Linked DNA regions of Mus musculus: regions 1 and 2 are each linked to region 3. Evidence: chromatin contacts called from public Hi-C data. All regions are on one chromosome and are shown on one strand. Each heading gives the region's core, a stretch centred on a gene start, on an enhancer-like site or on the middle of the called end of the contact. The rest is flanking DNA. Distances are from core to core; before and after follow the strand shown.

Evidence for each region. Hi-C and Micro-C count contacts between places; a contact is called where the count stands out from the background.
Region 1: a Hi-C map of uterus shows a contact between it and region 3, with 2.4 times the contacts expected there. The contact joins two enhancer-like sites. A contact is called at or near these places in 1 of 39 promoter capture datasets (the 3T3-L1 cell line), 3 of 484 Hi-C or Micro-C datasets (the 3T3-L1 cell line, the C2C12 cell line and uterus) and 1 of 115 datasets of contacts at active chromatin or transcription factors (pancreatic cancer cells).
Region 2: a contact with region 3 is called in a Hi-C map of Th2 cells, with 2.4 times the contacts expected there. The contact joins two enhancer-like sites. A contact is called at or near these places in 16 of 484 Hi-C or Micro-C datasets (the C2C12 cell line, the STO cell line, Sertoli cells and 7 more) and 2 of 115 datasets of contacts at active chromatin or transcription factors (CD8 T cells and kidney).

Annotation. Positions count from the first base shown.
Region 1 is chr8:115,895,580-115,899,613 of GRCm38.p6, forward strand. No RefSeq gene overlaps it. Among named protein-coding and RNA genes, the nearest start is that of Gm31164, 8.9 kb to the right of the region's middle. Within about 2 kb of position 2,127, at least 12 of the 459 cell types and tissues checked have an H3K27ac peak or open chromatin away from gene starts, as enhancers often do. A contact at or near this core is called in uterus, where this site is marked.
Region 2 is chr8:115,725,012-115,729,001 of GRCm38.p6, forward strand. It overlaps Gm30712 (predicted gene, 30712), which reads left to right. Exons shown (of 5, transcript NR_168617.1): 4 at 3,604-3,801. Among named protein-coding and RNA genes, the nearest start is that of Gm51552, 7.6 kb to the left of the region's middle. Within about 2 kb of position 1,435, at least 11 of the 459 cell types and tissues checked have an H3K27ac peak or open chromatin away from gene starts, as enhancers often do. A contact at or near this core is called in Th2 cells and group 2 innate lymphoid cells, where this site is marked.
Region 3 is chr8:115,825,231-115,828,968 of GRCm38.p6, forward strand. No RefSeq gene overlaps it. Among named protein-coding and RNA genes, the nearest start is that of Gm30925, 3.1 kb to the right of the region's middle. Within about 2 kb of position 1,536, at least 21 of the 459 cell types and tissues checked have an H3K27ac peak or open chromatin away from gene starts, as enhancers often do. A contact at or near this core is called in Th2 cells, group 2 innate lymphoid cells and uterus, where this site is marked.

The DNA.
Region 1 (4,034 bases), core at 877-3,376, 71 kb after region 3:
GAACTCCTAGAGTTGTACGTTGGGTATTCCAAGCTTCTGGGCTAATATCCACTTATCAGTGAGTGCATACCTTGTGTGTTCTTTTGTGACTGGGTTACCTCGCTCAATATATTTTCCAATTACATCCATTTGCCTAAGAATTTCATGAAGTCATTGATTTTAATAGCTGAGTAGTACTCCATTGTGTAAATGTACCACATTTTCTGTATCCATTCCTCTGTTGAAGGACATCTGGGTTCTTTCCAGCTTCTGACTATTATAAATGAGGCTGCTATGAACATAGTGGAGCATGTGTCCTGGGGAGTATAGGCCCTTGGTCCTGGGAAGACTTAATGCCCCAGTGTAGGGGAAATGCCAGGGTGGGGAGGTGGGAGTGGGGAGGTGGGTGGGGGAGCATGCTCATAGAAGCAGGGGAATGGAGGATGGGATAGGGGGTTTTTGGAGGGGAAACCTGGAAAGGGCAAAACATTTGAAATGTAAATAAATAAAATATCCAATAAAAAACAACAAAAACAAAACAACAAAAACAAAAACATAAATAAATAAGAAAGAAAAGAACTCCTAGAGTTGAAATTCCTGCATAGGGTGTGGCTGTTCCTCAAACTGAGTAAATGCCATTCAGTTGGTATAAGTGCCCAAGCTCTATGAACAGTTGGTCTCCTGGGGAGTTGAGGCAAATTTCCATAATGTAGGGGCCAAAACAAAACAGGACTTCACTCAATCACTGTTACAAGGCCTGAACGTAGGATATCTAAAGCCAGGGAAAGGGCGTGCTCTTTCTGAAGGCACTAGAGGAGAACCTATTCATGTCTTCGTCTTGGATTCTGTTGCTTTGTACCACCCCTTGGCTCTCCCAGAGTTGTTACAGTGTTTGCACGTCTTCCTCGGTTGTTACAGGATGCTCACCCTATGTGACTTGACACCATCTTTCTGTGTGTGTGTGTGTTGGCTTCACATGAGATCTGTGTCTCCACAGTGCATTTTTTTTTCTTATATATAAGGCCATTGGTCACATTTGATTAGGGGCTCCCTGTATAAATAAGTATGCTCTTACTTCAGTTTCCATCTTAATTACATCTGCAAAAAACCCCCTATTCCCAAATAAGGCCACGTTCACCGCCACCAGAGAGTGAAGATTTCAGTGTTCATTTTGGAGTGGAGACAATTTAACCCACCAAAGCCCTAGACAAGTTATTTCTCTATTATAAGGCTCAGCGGTTCTCTCCGTGAAATGGGAATTATCAATTGTCTCTCCCCTCCTTGTGGCTGGGAAGGGATTGAGAAAATGAATAGTATCTTTTGCATTGAGAGGACTCTCCTAGGACAAGTGTCTTGCTTTTAATTGACTCCCCTACTAGATGTTCACAGGAGGATATATCACAGCAAAGAAGGCCCAACAGGTAGGACTTGGGCCCATAGAAGTTAAACACAAGTTACAAATGTCCACCACTTGCTTGTATAGAGCTGGAGCCTTCCCTGAGACAGGGGGCTTTTTTTCTGTGGTAATGCCTTCTGCTGAACACGAGCTCTCTGTATGTAGGACACAGGGGCTGGACTTGGTCAACTGACTTTAATAATAAAAGTTAGGGGTGATCCCAGGACACCAGGCCAAGATGTGTGTTTTTGGCTGGTTATCTGTGTCATGAGTAGCTTTTTTTTTTCATGGTCAGAACAAATACATAAAACATTTCTAAAACCTATAGGGAATCAAGTTTCCAAACTGTGTTCTTGTGGCTGACTTCTGAATCATAGCGCAGTAATTAAAAGAAGAAAATGCGAAGTTGCTCTTGGCACTGAAACTCAAATTGTACCTTTGCAAAGGTCAAATACTAGTTGCGATTAACCAGACAAATCACAGTGTGTCCTGGTTAGAACAATACTGAATTTTATACTATTTATAGGATGATACCCCCACCTCCTTGCAACGGTTGGTTCATAGTTGGAATCTGGCTCAAAGTGGGGTTCAATTTATTTACTTATTTTCCCTCCCTCCCTCCCTCCCTCCCTCTCTCCCTCCCTCCCTCCCTCTATTCTACTTCTTCTTTTTTTTTTTTTTTAATCTCCAAGATGATTTCCATACAGTGTGGTTTGGCAGGCTGCAGCCGAACCATACTGTGGCATTATCAGGGTGCCGACAGCTGCTCTAGCATCAACAACCGATGATGCATTGAGCTGGCCCTGTCCATATGGTTTGGGGGAAAAAAGTGAAATAAGAGAAAGACAGTTGTTATCATTTTTGGAGTTTTCGAAGACAACTGGCTTCAGAGCAACTTTATGCCTCGAGTGGCTCTTTTTCTTCTTTTCTTTTCTTTTTTTTTCCTTAAATAAATAAATAAATAATTATAAGCAGGAACATTTTGTTTTGCTAGGAAGAGTGGCTTCCTGTGTGTAGAGGGGAGGGAGCCTCTGACTCCAGCAGCTGGGACTCCTCTGCCTTGGCTCTTCTGACAGACCCAATGCTGGTGAAAGACCGATTGCTGGGTGGTTGGGACCAATGGAATCTTAGCTAATCATCTCAAACACAGTGGAGTGTACATGAAAATCTTTGCTTCCCCATCTTCTCCTCTCCTAGCCTCTACCCATTGACAATTGAGTCTGCATGGGAGGCTGGCAGATGGACACACAACTCCTACGAAGTTGACTTGGGTGTTTTGTCCTTCAGAGCTACATCCAGGGTGATGACTGGCATGTGACGCACCTCTCCAGTTTCTGCAGTAGTAAGGGCAATACCAACAAGTAAGATCGTCACTCAGGATGGTGCTTGGATGGTGCTTACAGAGCACTCTACTAGTTACAAAGCACAGGGATGTGTGTGGCCCCGTTTGAAAGACTCCATTGCCCGTTCTATTCCACTTTCCAAATGTGTAACTTTCAGTCTACTACCCCTCCTCCTTTGGAATTCTCACATATAAAATGGAGATGGGGGTGAAGGGGGTTAACCCCAGCCTCACACCTATGAGTCCTTTGATAATCAGTATTATAAGCAGAAATTAGACAGTCAGACATCTCTGTGTCCTACCTGATGTTGTATAAACTGCCAATTCTTTGGAGATAGGACAAGTTCACATTTATGGTCACCATTATTTTCTTTAAGTGGATTGGAAGTTCTGATTGGTAATCTGCATGTCTGGAAAAATTGCATATAACCATCAATGTGGAGTTGAGGTGGATGGCATGGTATGTGTAGTTCATGGGGGTAAAGATCTTGTCTGTGTTCTCACTTAACTCCCAGGAGCTGGCAGAAGGCTGGTGCATATCAGGGACCATAGTTGATATGGATCAGAGGATTATGATACATTCACAATCACAGGATCAGGAATGGGCAGTTGTGAATTTTCAAACAATGTTCTGGTCTTTGGCTTCCTGTGGGGTTGCCCAGGAGGGGTAGGGGAGAGGAAGGCCTGGTAAATGCTGATTTCCCATTTCTGAGGTGTAGCTACACCCATCATGGCTGACTTCCAGCTACCTGAAAGAAGTCTCTGAATGCTGAATGGAGTGAAGAGTTTCACAGACAGCTCCCTGGATCACCAGCACACTTCCAACTAGAGTGGTGAATGACTTCAACCAGGAACTAGTGCTTCATCTCCCATTTATTTCCAGGAAGCTTCTTCCAATGGAAAAATAAAGTTAGGGGAACTTCCAGAATACTTGAATGAGGGAACTGTCTTTTGCTACTCAGTGTATAGCTATTCTCTGGCACATTGGATGAAGAGAAGGGTACAAATGGCTGGGTGGCATGTGCAGTTGATGAACTGATGAGCAGATATGGTCAACCACTGACTGAACTCCATCCTCTTGGCCATCAAGATGACGGACCACCTGAGGCCCTACCTTTCCCCTCCCTTCAGTTTGCAGGGACTGACCCTGGCAGCTTTAAGTGGGCCATGCCAGTTGGTACCTCTGTAACAACTACAATTTCTTAAGCTTTGCAGAGCCCCCCGGGTTTCCCTTTTCTCCCCAAGATTCATTTCCTACCATTTAGGTATCCTATTTCCCACGCTCTCTTGCAAAATCAGGAGGAGCCAGGATCAGCA
Region 2 (3,990 bases), core at 185-2,684, 100 kb before region 3:
TCACCTGAACCCTTCCAATGACCCCTTCTAACTGCAAGTGTCTTTGTAGCTGAACTTTTGCCTGTAGAGGTTTAATACAAAATTATTATGTTACAGGACAGGATGTTATAGAAAGAGTAAGGAGGATGTAGGGACAGGCAAGAATGAAGCCAGGGATAAGCCCTGTGCTCAACTGATACTTTGTTGAGACAGAGAGAGGAGGTGGAGACACTGGGATGAGTACATGAGGCCCTGACACAGCTGAGTCTGTGTGCTGTACCATGTTTCATGATTTACTAGATGAACCATGGGAAGCCTTGGCTAAGGGCATGCATCCCTACATAAATTATAGAGTCAAATAGTTCCCAGTTCACATTCAGCCCTCAGGCTCCACACAGCTTGGGAAAAGCAGTGTTTCTATCTTGATTTAACTGATCTTTCAATATTGTAGATTTATCCACCAATCTATGTGATGGATCCAGTGCTCAGGCAAGCCAGGAATGATGATGCGTGCCTATAATCCTAGCCCATGGAAGGCAAGGGTAGGAGGATTGGGAATGGGTTCAAGGATAACTTTGGCTATACAGCGACTTTGAGGTTAGTCAGAGACTCAAAATCAAAAAGCAAACAAACAAAGAAAACCATCCCAAACCAAAGAGAACAAAATCGATACCCAGGGACTTTCAGAAAGAACCCTTCCAGCTCTCTAGGCTTTTCCTACTCATCATACAATTGCCAACTTTTTCTTGAATGGGCACAAAACATTGTCAACTAGAAGACTACCATCAGCCTGTTCATTTACTTCCCCTCCCCCCCCCAAAAAAAAACTGTTTTCATGAGAAAGCGTGACAATGCTTCCTATAATTTCTGGCATAGGGTGTCCTTCAAAACAAGCAATGCTGAATCGCTCCCTACTTCCATCTTGAGAAACTCCAATATTCTTGCAGGAATAACATGTGTATGGTAGAAGCTGCCCTTTTAAGTGCAGTCACATAGTCACCTGTAGTTTGTTATTATAGAGCATGACTCCCATCTAAATGCCTTGAAACTTCTAGAAAGGAAAAATTGTTGTCCAAGGCATGGTTAAAGTCAAGGTTCAAGGTCTCCTAATGATGGGTCTATATTCTCTCCCAACCACCTGCATGGCCTCTTATTCTTTCTTCTATTATCTCTGTATTCTCTCCCATCATATGAATGCTCCCTGCCCATTCTTAGCCACTGTGAAACATAGCTTGCTTTGGTATGATATGGGCTGCTTATATCTTGTGGAGGTTCTATGACAGGTGAGATCCAGTGCAGACCCCAACACCTGTGCTCCATGGACAAATGCACGCTACTGCTGTTATTATTAATCTGAAGTTTTAGGGGGGTGGAATTCATAGAAACATGTGACTCAGCTTGTTTTGCTGCTGAGAAGCGGAAGTTAAAACCTTGTCCCTGTGAGGCAGGTTTGTGGCTTTGAAAGGGAGAGAAAATTATATACCAGAATGACCTTTCCCCCCAAGTGTTGTGCAGTGCACAAAACTAATTAGCCGAGCCCTAATTGGGTTGAAGTTGAAGCTTAAAGGGAAAGCTTACTCAGTGAAGATGTGAGTCGACACCACAGATTCTATAGGGTGTCACACTTTACTTTCTCTCAGTAACCTCAGTATTAAATTTGTTCAGTTTTCACATGAGATGTCTTGACAGCCAGCTCCTTCTGCGATCTCTAGCCAGCAGCCAGGAAGTTGGGTGGCAACCTGGGATGATGAAGGTCACCATAGTTCTGAGTTCTTCTCTGATGACATTCACTGTACATTTTCCTGAGCTGGAAGGCAAAAGTCACACTAAAAAACAAACAAACAAACAAACAAAAAACAAACCCCCACGATTGAGAACCATAATGAGCTACTTCCTCAGGTAGAGGACACAAAGATCCTGCGGAAGGTGTATACATGCTGATCTCTAAGGGGTGGGTGTGCAAGGGAGTACTACCTGGGTGAAAAACCTGGGGCTCACACCAACTTGTGGTGAGCATCCACCCACACTGAGGATTCAAAATGACTGTGCTGTGTGAGGGCGGTAGTACAGGTTTCATAAACAAAACTTGCCTCCTCACTGGTGTGCCTGCTGGGAAGCCAAGGCCAGTGACTATATCTGGTTGGGAGCCCAGATCTGCCCAAAACCACTTTTAAAGTTTTTTATTTTTAATTTTTTTGCATGGTGGGATATGAGGCCTAACCTCAACACTGTAAAAACCAGGTTAACTCCAGGTCAGTTCTTCTGTGGACTTTGTGTTGTTTTTGTGACAGGGTCTCACTATGTAGGCTCCCCCTGGAACACTCGTAGATTAGGCTGGCCTCTAAGCCACAGAGATAACCTGTTTCTGCCTCCCAACGCCTGTATTGAAGGTGAGTGCCATCGCATCGGGCTTGTGCAGACCTAATGATGTTGGAAGATGAAGGAAGTCCTTCCCTTTCCTGCCATGTACTTCCCTGAACTCTCCTCCTGTGTCTGTCTTAGGTACAGTTCCAGGCCCTGCAGCCTGGTAAGTGCAGTTTGCTTCATGCATTGCTGTCATGCAGCTACCTTGCAACCTTTCACTATAAAGCAAGAGAAGGAAGATAAGTCAATGGTGATGGAAGGAGAGAGTGACAGGGCTGGTGAGATGGTTCAGTGGGTAAAGGTGCTCCTTGCCAAACCAAACAACCTGACTTCAGTTTTCTGGCTCCATGTGGTGGAAGGACTGAACCAAATACAAAACTTTGTCTACACACACACACACACACACACACACACACACACAAACAAGGGGGGCGGTAATAGAAGCAACTGGTGACTGAAGATAGAACCTAATTAGGGCATCAAATCTGAAGTCACTCTTTCACCTTTATCTACAGCCGACCACTGAATAAGGTAAAAAACTTCCTTGTGCAAGCTCCACGGACCGTCTCTTACTCAAAGCCGAGAACATTCTAATTCACCAGTCTCCTTTAAATCCCTTCAGCCTTTTCTTCCTAATCCGTGCTCCCTGTCAATTCTCATTGTTCCTTTACAGAATTAATTAATAACCATCATCTGTCTCTCCGTAGATCCATGAGTTCTTCGAGGGCATGAGCGGTGTCTTAACTCCTTTTTCCAATAAGGGTACAATAGCAAAGAGTGTACTAAGTGAATGAATGATGAACGATGAATGATGAATGAATGAATGAATGAATGGGTTAATGAGTATATATGGATGGATGGACAGACAGATAAATGGGTGGATGGATGGATGGATAAATCCATGAATGAGTAATTGGATGAATGAATGAAGTCAATGATTGGGGAAACAAGACCCTGCAGAGGATATGGGGTATGTACTATGGATAGTTTCTGGGTCTTAGGGAACCTTCTTTGTCTCAAGATCCATGGAGGAGGATTGATGAATTCCTGCTCCAGCCCTGAAGTCTCCTATGAGAACCAAAGCGTGTTCCCTCTCCCTCACTATAATGTAAACCAGATTAAACTCTCTCCTCCCCTCAAAAGATGACACAGGAAAACTTGACATCTCCTCATGATGAATTACGTGTCTCTGGGTCTTTCTTCATTTCTTTTTCTATTTTCATTTTTCATCAGCACAAAAGAATGTTCTCTTCATTTCAGATTTTACCAGAAGTCACACTTATGTGGATGGAGAGGCTAGATAAGTTTCTAAGTAAAGGAAACAGAGCACTTCTCTCTATACACTGAGGACTGTCTGTGGAAGCCAGTTGCCACAAGACACACCACACCCTTTCCACAAGAAACCAAGACTTCGTGGACCCAAGCCTGCCTGTTTTGTCAATATCTTTGGAGTCAAAGGTAACAGTTTCATAGCCAAGAGGACTGGAAAGTTTAAACAAAAAGAAACAGGTTTAAATATATCTCACAAAGAAATATCATCTTCCAAATTTTATTTCTCTTTCAATTTCAAGCAAATTGTCATGGAGGATAGTGACTCAAGAAAAGACCTGTCAAGGCAAAGTCAAATCAGATGCCTTTATCACTGCC
Region 3 (3,738 bases), core at 286-2,785:
TAAAAATGGGTACCACTGCACCCGGCCAATTGTTACAACTTTTGATCTGTGCTGTGAAAAATGGAACCAAACCAGGAGTGAAAAACCAAAGCAAGGTGATCATTTGTCAAAGTTGTTTTTAAAATGTGTGGTTCTGGTTTCAGTTCTTGCTTCCTAGCCAAGTGATCATTTCCAGCTTTCTCTCCCTCACCTACAGAAAGAGCAGCATGGGGAGAGATTCTTAAGTTACTCTCCTCAAGGTAGTGACACCTGTGCTGGCTTGCATGCCAGGCTTCCTCTCTGAGTCTGTCTAGTTACAGAGACTTCACCTGCTGCCCCCGTCAGCTGAACACTGCCCTCTCCTCACAGCTAACTGACCTTCAATATCCACTTCACAGCCAGGACCCACCAGACCCCACTTTAGTCCTGTGAACAAACATTTTGACTTGTGCCAAATTCAGTGTCTCAGAAAGTACAGCCCCACTCTGGCTGGATCTAGAAGGAATCTGGGCATCCTCTTAGAAACTCCATTTCCTCTAAAAAGTGATGCTGGTGGGTGGGTCTCCCTTTATGTTGTGAGTAACAAAAATGATCTCTCTCTCTCTCTCTCTCTCTCTCTCTCTCCCTCCTCCCTCCCTTCCCCAACAAGTATAAATAGGCGCTCCTCTTATCTGATCATCCCCTAAATGTTTTTCATTTGAAAAATGCAGTTAATTTTAGATAATTGTCAGCGATAATCTCAAACTTGTGTGTAGCACGGGCCCTGGTTTTAAGTTCCGAGAATCTAAGAACAGCATGATTTGTCTAAAGGACCTTGTCTGGGCCCCAGTGCCTCTGACTTGCCACTCTTATCAGAACACAGTGAGGCTCTCCTTAACTGAATCAGAGGTATGACTGCTTCTGCAGAGGGCTCCTCTGAACCCTCTCAGCTGCCTATGTGGGGTTTGAAGGCTGGAGACAAGCACCAGGGAGCTCAGAGCAAGATGGAGTTAAATCTGAGGCCCCCCAACATTGCCTACAGGGTTAACTCTGCAAGGATAAAGTGGCCTCTACCCCCTGAGCCTCCTAGGTCCCTCCTGGAGATCCTGCAAAGATAACTACAGTCATAAATGTTATGCAAAGGCTGCCTTGAGACCTTTCTAAATAGCAGGCTGTTTTCAGAGCCTGGGCAGCATTTGTCCTGGCCAGAGTTAAGAGGTAAAGAACGTTCCACTCGTAAGCTTGCATGGAAAAAAGATTCTTGAAGCTTTTTATCTATCTCTCTTTCTTTCTGCTAACAAGGTATGCAGAGGATTCCAAATTCCAGTAAGAGAAGGTTAAAATGTGTGGATTTGCTGAATAGAGTCATCTTCCCTCCACCCTTTGGTTTTTCCATAAAGTGTCATAAAACGCCACTGTACTAACAAACATTTTGGGAAGGGAACAGGCTTCAGGCCAAGATACCACAAGCTTAAGGGGGTGGGGGTGGGGTGATCTGAGCTCTGAAGGACAACATCCTGTGCAGAGTCATTCTTCAAGCAGGGTTTGACTTTAACAGTAGTATTCAACCAACAACAGACCTCTGGTTGTCTTGGGCTCCCCCACACAATGATAGACAGCAGGAGGAAGCCCCGTGTACCTATCTACATATGACTCAGAAATGTTAATAAAGAACTGGAGCGATGGCTCAGTGGCTAAATGTCCCATGTTCCAGCCTCAGAATGAATGTAAGAAGCCAGACACAGTGTTGTATCCCTGTAACCTCAGGAGAGGGGTATACAGAGAGAATCGTGAGGATTCAAGGAGTTCATAGGCCATGCAGTCTAGCTGAAAATGCAAATGCAAGGTCCAGTAGGAAAGCCTGTCTCAAAAGCTAATGTTGAGAACAATCAAGGAAAGACATCCAACAGCCTCTGGCCTCCATGTCATGCCACAGGCAAGTATACCTACATATGTAGCTGATCATAGTTTGAGCATGTACCTCATACATACCACATATAGACTGTACACATGTACACATGCATCCAAATAGACACATACAAACTACCAGCACACACCACACCATATATGTGAACATACACACACATATAGACATATACACATGCATCTACCTCCTGCATACCACATACAAACTATACACATGCATACATGTATACACACACCCCACATCTGCATACACCACATCATATATCTGAACATACATACACCCCACACAGATATATACATACTACACAGGCACACACACACACACACACACACACACACACGACTTAAGAAAATCACAATTACACTAATTTTCCCTAATCAAGGCTCTACTTAAAAAGCACACAATGATAAATGCCTTGAATCATGAAAACCAAATCTAAGCTTTTCCCCTAAAAGCTCCACCAGCATTTATTTATTCTCCCTTTATTTTCATAAAACACATAAATGTTACTGGAAGATGGAAACAGAAGATGACAGGACCACAGCCATGGCAGAGGGGGATCTGAGGAAGAGGCTCACCTGTGAACAATACCCTCATAACAAAATCTAGGTGGGGGCTCCAGAATAGAAAGCCAGAACAGAGCAGAGACCCTGGAGAAAGAAAAGTGTGTGAACAAAGATTTTTTTTCCTCTTATTTTTTTTTATTACGTATTTTCCTCAATTACATTTCCAATGCTATCCCAAAAGTCTCCCACACCCTCCCCCCCACTCCCCTACCCACCCATTCCCATTTTTTGGCCCTGGCATTCCCCTGTACTGGGGCATATAAAGTTTGCCTGTCCAGTGGGCCTCTCTTTCCAGTGATGGCCAACTAGGCCATCTTTTGATACATATGCAGCTAGAGTCAAAAGCTCCAAAGATTTTAAATATGATGATCATGGCTCAGAAGTTATCAAAAAGGGTTTGTGTATTTACCAGACAACATTGAGGAGCTGACCATGGCTCCAACATATATGGAGCAATAGTATCTATATTTGTATACTGTACCAACTGTACCCTCTAGGTGAGTTAGTTATTAATGTGAGAAAGTAATAATAAAAGATTAGCAGGAGAAAATAAGGACAGTTCTGTGACTTAGAGACAAATTTTCTACCTGAGAGCTAACATCACAAAGTAGGCTTGATACCCAAATTGAGGAATTCTTATTAATGGAAGACACCAAAGATGAAGTTAATCAAAAACAAATATTAGAATAGAATAGTTGCACCTTTCAGAATACGCAGTTGGGTATAAGTGATGGGAAACATCAAAAGTTAACAAGAAAGGGGTCATCCAATCCAACACACATAGCGGAAAGGGCTGTGGAAGGCAATTCACAGAGGTGGAGAGCCAGGAGTATGATGTAATGGGGCAAGGCATTTCAACTTAGCAAAGCTTCAGATAGAGGCCAAGTGTAGTCAGTGAGAAACAACTTTAGAGCCATCAGATGGCCCAATATGAAAAAGCCAAATGCCTCCAAGTATAGACCCGAGGTAACAGAGTATATGCACTATGGTCTGCTGCGAGATTCGTACTGGATGTGTCTGCCATTGGGACACCAGTAAGAGATGGGTTCTCTGAGAGGTGATTTGGTCATGGGGGCTCTACCATCCTGAAGCGATTGATGCTATTATCACGAGAATGGGGATTGTTACTGAAGATATCTCTCTCTCTCTTCTCTCTCTCTCTCTCTCTCTCTCTCTCTCTCTCTCTCTCTCTCTCTCTCTCCATATCATTCCCCACAGCTCTTTCACATTTCTTCCCCCACACAGCCAAAGTTCTGACACAGCAAGAAGACCCTTATAGCTGTGGCC